2 separate regions of the Arachis hypogaea genome follow, and region 2 is linked to region 1. The links are chromatin contacts, called in public Hi-C maps. All regions are on one chromosome and are shown on one strand. Each heading gives the region's core, a stretch centred on a gene start, on an enhancer-like site or on the middle of the called end of the contact. The rest is flanking DNA. Distances are from core to core; before and after follow the strand shown. Region 1 holds the start of LOC112776184 (ubiquitin carboxyl-terminal hydrolase 10). Region 2 has its middle 5.2 kb from the start of LOC112775138.

What was found. A called contact is a pair of places that touch in the nucleus more often than the background predicts.
Region 2: a contact with region 1 is called in a Hi-C map of leaf, with 2.2 times the contacts expected there. The contact joins the enhancer-like site here to the promoter of LOC112776184 in region 1. A contact is called at or near these places in 3 of 8 Hi-C or Micro-C datasets (leaf and an unstated tissue).

What each region holds. Positions count from the first base shown.
Region 1 is chr19:98,439,537-98,442,821 of arahy.Tifrunner.gnm2.J5K5, forward strand. It overlaps LOC112776184 (ubiquitin carboxyl-terminal hydrolase 10), which reads right to left and starts at 1,429. Exons shown (of 14, transcript XM_025820231.3): 1 at 1,121-1,429; 2 at 844-1,032. The coding sequence starts at 995. LOC112776287 (a long non-coding RNA gene) reads left to right here and starts at 3,243. Exons shown (of 3, transcript XR_003189907.3): 1 at 3,243-3,285.
Region 2 is chr19:98,027,376-98,030,751 of arahy.Tifrunner.gnm2.J5K5, forward strand. No RefSeq gene overlaps it. Among protein-coding and RNA genes, the nearest start is that of LOC112775138, 5.2 kb to the right of the region's middle. Within about 2 kb of position 1,721, at least 2 of the 3 cell types and tissues checked have open chromatin away from gene starts, as enhancers often do.

The sequences.
Region 1 (3,285 bases), core at 179-2,678:
GTACAAGTTGTGGAATTAGACTCTGGCAAATGAAAGGTAGGGCTGCCATCTATAGACCAATATGTGAGGCTTATGCTCTCACAGACCCTCTGGCCTGTGCATAGCTGGTTCTTATAGCACTTCCATTATCAATACAAATGGAAAGTAAAACGATGTGACTGAGAAATGCTAAGTGAACAAGTTATTTTTGTAACCAAGTTCAACCTAGTCTTTCTTCTTCTTATGCCTCTCCTCCTTCTCTTCCTTTTACTTCAACTAAAATTTCTGGTTATCAATCCTCAAGCTATTGGACCAACTTGGTTGAACTTAGTTACCAAAATGACTTGGTCATATAGCATCACCGTATTACCATAGTTCAAAGTCAGTCGATAATGTTCGGTAGCATTGATAAAACCCTCCATACACATAAATTATATGTGCGGAAAAACACCATATGAATGTCAATGGAAAAAAGCAATAAAAAAGAAACAACAACAATAACAACAGCTTTTAGGGTGAGTAAACATAAAAAGGACATGAAAGCAAAAAGCAATACTGTTCGGATTTCCGTTTAGAACTACAAAACCACTAGCTTTATACTACACCATACCCTAGTTCTATAATTTCCCAAACAGGAAACCAAACATGGTCACAACACAAGATCCATTCACCCTCCATGCTAGTGAAGTAACTCAATTAAGTGTAACCAAAATCCCCGAGGCCAAGAGTATAATAAGTGTGTAACAATCCAACCAGTATCAGTCCTTTCCCCCACAAGATAACCCTATTCAAATAGTAACAGGCAGCTAAGCAAAAGATTCAATGAAAATTACCAAAAGAAAGAAAGAAAGATGAGATTAAGACCTATTGGAAATAACGTAGTACAAGTTGCCTTCTCTCAAATTAAGCTCCGATTCCTTGATCAACTCCGACACGATCCGATTCTCCTCCTCCGGAGGGAGCGGGACGCAGCTGCCGCCATTGTCCATCGGAAAAACCGAATCGGCAATCGTCATGGCGGATTTCGTTCAAATCAAGCACCTAAATCAGCACCTGAATCAGCGCCAATAATTTGAAAACACTTAGAAATCCGCACAAAAGAGAAACCAATTGAAGAAAGAGTGAGGAAGCAGTAAGGCACCTGAAATGAAGAGATCGAGGTGGAAGAGAAAGAGAGCGAGAATGGAATAGCGAAAGGGAAACGAAAGGAATCGAATGGGAGAAAAACAGGATATTCGATGAACCCTAGCGCCTAGATTGCAGGGACAGACAGGTAGAGAAGCGGGGAAGGTTAAGTAACGGAACGATCCCCAAAAGTCTATGCGTAAATCTTTACCGTCATTTTTCAACGACCTCTTCCTCCTTCGTCTTGTTTCTCTTTCTCTCTAATATGTGGAGTGCCACTCTCTCTTACTTTCCCCTTGCTTCAAGTTTAATTTTGGAGTAAACTATCAAGTCTCTACAATATGATTTTTTAAGATAAAAAATTAAAAATAATTTATTTCGATTTCTGTTTTTTATTTTGGAAAAGTCTAGGGCAGCACTCCAGCAGTTTTGTTAAATTTTGTCCAGCATGTAATCAGCAGAGAAAGGTGAATCATTAGATAAAATCTCACACCAATCTTACATCATTAAATTATCATTAATGACTATTTGATGGCTACCAATCACAAAAGTTGCTGACCTAATATTGCTCTTTTATTTTTATGACACAATATGATCTTTATGAGTATTTTAACTTTAAACAAAAAATATTAACATGTTAGGTTCAAAAATTGAATAAAAAATTAACTGTCTTTAAATTTAAATTAATTAAAAATTTATTTATCTTTATTTTTTAAATATTATTTTTTTAAATTATTTTTTATTTATTATATTAATATTTTTTAATAAATTATTAAATATATAGTATAATAAGTATAAATCAATTAATAAATTATTTAAATTTAAAAATATTATTTATTACGAAACTAAGTAAATAATTCTCAAATATATTTTTTAAATATATAAATAATAAACATTAAAATCAGTTAATGCATTAATAATATTATTATTAATGTATTAACTGATTTTAATGTTTATTATTTATATTTATATATTTAAAAATTATGTTTGAGAATTATTTACTTAGTTTCATAATAAATAATATTTTAAATTTGAATAATTTATTAATTAATTTGTATTTATTATACCATATATTCAATAATTTATTAAAAAAAGAATATTAATATAATGAATAAAAAAATAATTTAAAAAAATATTGTTTAAAGAATAAGAACAAATATACTTCTAATCAATTTAAATTTTGAGACCATTATTCTTAAACTTGACACATCAATTTTTTTTGTTCATAGTTGACAGAAAAATACCCATAAAATTTATATTGTGTTACAAAAATAGAAGATAAGAATCGAAATTAATCATTTTTATTTTAAGATATCACGTTATTATTCTGAAAAAATCGATAAAGACCAAATTAATAGCTCACTCTTTAATTTTGACTCGGTGTAGAAACTGAGCTATGATAATTTTTCAAAAGTGCTTATAGTAATATATGGTTTGGGTGAGTAGCTGTTCAAGTAAGAAAATAATCCGAAAATTCTGATTTTTAATTTCAAGGTGGAGACCCTCGTGCACCCTCTTAAGGGTGGGTGCTTCAAGTTCCATGATCTATGCCACCACAATTGATAACGGCATTATCCCCTATCATTAAATATAGTCCGTTTGGCATCTAACGTTTGGAGAGGGACAAAGAAAGGGTTGTCATGCTGTATCTTCCCCAAGACTGAAAGACTTTTTGACTTCTAATGGAAGGTATATGCATGGACCATATTATTATTGGTACGCCATAAAATTACAATGAAACGATGTTTTCTTTTAGAGATAACTACCAATTTAGTATCTAAAAGATTTAATCACTAAAAAAAAAATTAAAAATATTATTAACAAAAAAATCCTTAAAAAATAATTAATTTTAATAAAAATGACCAACTATCAATTAAATTAATTAACGTAAACATTAAAAATTATTCATACTTTTAATTTTTATAATATCATAAACACTTTCATTTTAGTTTATTAAAATTCCTAATAATCATTTTCTTTTTGGGATAAGTACTTTCTTCATTCTCAAGATTTGGAGTCAAAATCAAAATCAACTTTTTTTTTTTATTAAAATCATCCTTAACGTTACAAAACATTATAAATTTTTTTTACCAAATTATTCTTATTAAATAATAAAAATAATTAAAAAATTATAAAATAAAATAAAAAAGAAAAAAAAAAAAGAAAGAAAACAAAGAGGAA
Region 2 (3,376 bases), core at 471-2,970, 410 kb before region 1:
GTTTTTGTCTTTGAGAAAATTTTATTATGTTGTGGTTCCTGAATTTTACAAAAATAAAACATATAAGTCTTTATTTTAGTCAATTCTGTTGTTTTCACTTGAATAAATAGGTTTTTAAAAAATGTGATAGAAGGATTTATATGTTTTATTTTTATAAAGTTTAGGACCTCAACTTAATAAGAATTTTGGGAATGAAAATGTCTGATTTAAAATTTTTTAGAGATTTATTTGGATATATACTCAAATTTATTATAAAAAATTGTGTAAAGTTTGATTTTCAATATAATTGTCGTGTATCTATTAAAATAGATCGTTTAAAATTTTTACTAATAGTAATTTTAAAATTGTTACAAGGGTTAGTTAAAACCTAAATTTTTTTACTTTCTTTGGGGATTAGAAGAATTGTTGAGCACCTCTTAAGGTTTAGTTTGATAAAGTCTTTATTTTTTAAAAGTTGTAGTATTTGTGTTTGGTAAATTAAATTAAAAATAATTTTTAATAAACATAAGTAAAAGTGTGTTTAATAAAATAATTTTTAAAATTTAAAAATATTATATAAATATTAATGTAAGAATTAAATTTGAATATTAATTAATATATGAAGTTATATTAGATATTTTAATTTAGATAAGTATAAGTTAATTTTAAAATGTTTTTTCTTAGGTGTTCTAAAAAATATCTTTAATTTTTAAAAATTGCAAATATAAGTACATGAGTTTTTTATTTATCAAATGCAAAATGAAGTGGATATACAACTTAATTAATTTTTTAAAAAAAAAATAGTTTAAATAATAAATATTTATATTAAAAATAATTTATAAATAAGTTATTTTGTATTTAATTTTTTAGTTCTAAAAGTAATTTTTTTAAAAGAAATATAATAAAAAAAATTTTATTATGAGAGAGGTCATTTTGTTTAACTTATTTATAAGTACTTAAATAGTTTCTTAAAAAATTATATCAGATAATCAGACATTAATGTTACTATTTTTCATAAGTTAAAAGTTCAAAAAAATAACTTCTAAAATTTTTCAAAAGAACCTTAAATCAAACTTGTAATGGATTCATATGGAAACTTTGAAACTTGATACTTTGCTTATTTAATGAACACCCTTCCCCAGTCAACTTTCCTCAATTTCCCAAATGTTAATGAAACTGGAATCTGGGAATTTTTCCAAGGAGAGAATGCCTAGTAGTAGACTAGTAGTGTTAGTGTCAAATTTCACAATTCTCCTGTAATTTAGGAATTTTTTTTTTGGTGACTCCTGTAATTTAGGATCTACTAAAGGTTTGGCTTCAACGGTGGCAGTGAAAATTTCGCAAATTAAATTTATGTGTAATTATTATTATTCGGATTTATTATCATATATTCTAAAGATACATTATAAATGTATAATAAATGTATCAATTTTTTTTAAAATTGATCATTTTAGAGACATATTATTATTATTATTATTATTATTATTATTATTATTATTATTATTATTATTGTTATTGTAAAAGATACTAGAATCGCTTGTTAAACTACCCAATAGAAATAGTATTATCTATCTGCTTATTATATCCATCATATGAAGATTATTTTTATTTTATTTTATTTTATTTTATTTTTAACAGTCGATGGAGTTCTGTCCCAAAGAATAGCCTTTGGGGTTTACGAAATGATCAACATTGTTGTCGTTACTTTAGACTTTCACGCCTTTTGTTTATTTTTTATACACTGTCTTGTTTCCAACTAAGCTGATGGAATATCAATTATTGTGATGATGGTCCCGGATGAAGTCCCGTTGCAAACAGTGAATAATAATAATTCGAGTGAAAAAGCATAGCGTCAAATATGTATCTCCAATATCCAAAGTTGCCATGCCAACCATATGGAGACATATATATAGGCAATATAGCATTCCACCATGGAAGTTTCGGACCAATTCTTCAAATTCCTAATTTGTATTTCTTTCCCTTTAGTGGGAGAAGTTGATCCCTCAAATCAAATTATTTGATGAAGGACATCTCTTTCAATAATTTTACACTTAAAATTGCCTTTTTAGGACATCTTTTCTTTTAGTAATTTTACACTTCAAATTGGTTTTTTTTAGTTAACATGTATCCTACGCAGTACGCATATATTAAAGTTACTAACAAAAAAAATTTATTATAAAAAAAATATTAGAAAATCATTAAAATTGATTATTTTTCGCAATCAATTAGCCATTAATATTTAAACGTGTGGGCTAAAGTATATGTTGTTATTGACTATAATAAAATTCTGCTCTTTTCGTCAATATAATTATTTTATATTTATTAAAATAAAAATTTAAAAAAATTTTACTAATAATAATCTTAATTTGTTCTCTTAAGATACATATTAGTTAAACTTTTTCTTTCATTAATAACTAGCACTTCTATAATAAAAAAATAAAAAAAATTATTCATCGATAGTTCTGTATAATTTAAAATAAAATTGAAATACTTATGTTAAGATCTTATCTTTTCAAAGACATATCTATAAACAACATTGATGATTGAATTTATAGATATCTCATAATAATTCCTTGGCAAAACTTTTAAGTTATTGTTACTCTTAATTTTTGAAAGTTGGTCATCATAAAATGCCATATGGAAAATACAATCCAATATGAGGTATGATTTTGTTCTCAAGACTTATTTATTATGATGACAAAATATATTATTATATGAAATTGTCTTTGTTAAAATTTATGGGATGATTTCATTTATTGGTACTATCTTCATCCTTAGAAAGCAAAATGACTTTTTAAAATTTTTTAACTTGTAGTTTTGTATTATTATAAAAATTCTCATTAGTAATATCACCGGGACATTAAACTTAAGTATTAGTTTGTGTGGAGACAAATTAAAAGAAGTTAAAGTCTTCAATAATTTTGAGCCAAATAGATCTAATTGATATTTTATATTCTTGTCATCTATATAAATTGAATCTGAATTAAGATATAATTTTTTTTCTCTAAAAATAACAGGCATAAAATAAAATGATTGTTGACCTCTTTCACAGTGTCTACTATAATAGTCAATATAGTTCTTACTTTAAAAAAATCTTTTGATGACATATTATCCAAAATATTTGGATAAAAAAATAATGAGCTAACACATAAAATGCCATGTCTAAAAAAGGAATAATGATAGTTTTTAGAATACATAATTCATATTTGTGTTGTCTGTTCTTGATATAAAGTAGTTGTGTCTATAAAAAGTCTGATTTCTTTTGTTAGTTTGAGCACTTGACAAAAGTGTCAAAGATAAACTGAATTTACAATTGAATGTATGTTGTCTTGATTCATGTAGAATTATAAGAAGAATTTGTCTAAAATTTTCACTTCGTACAATCACTTTCTCTCAA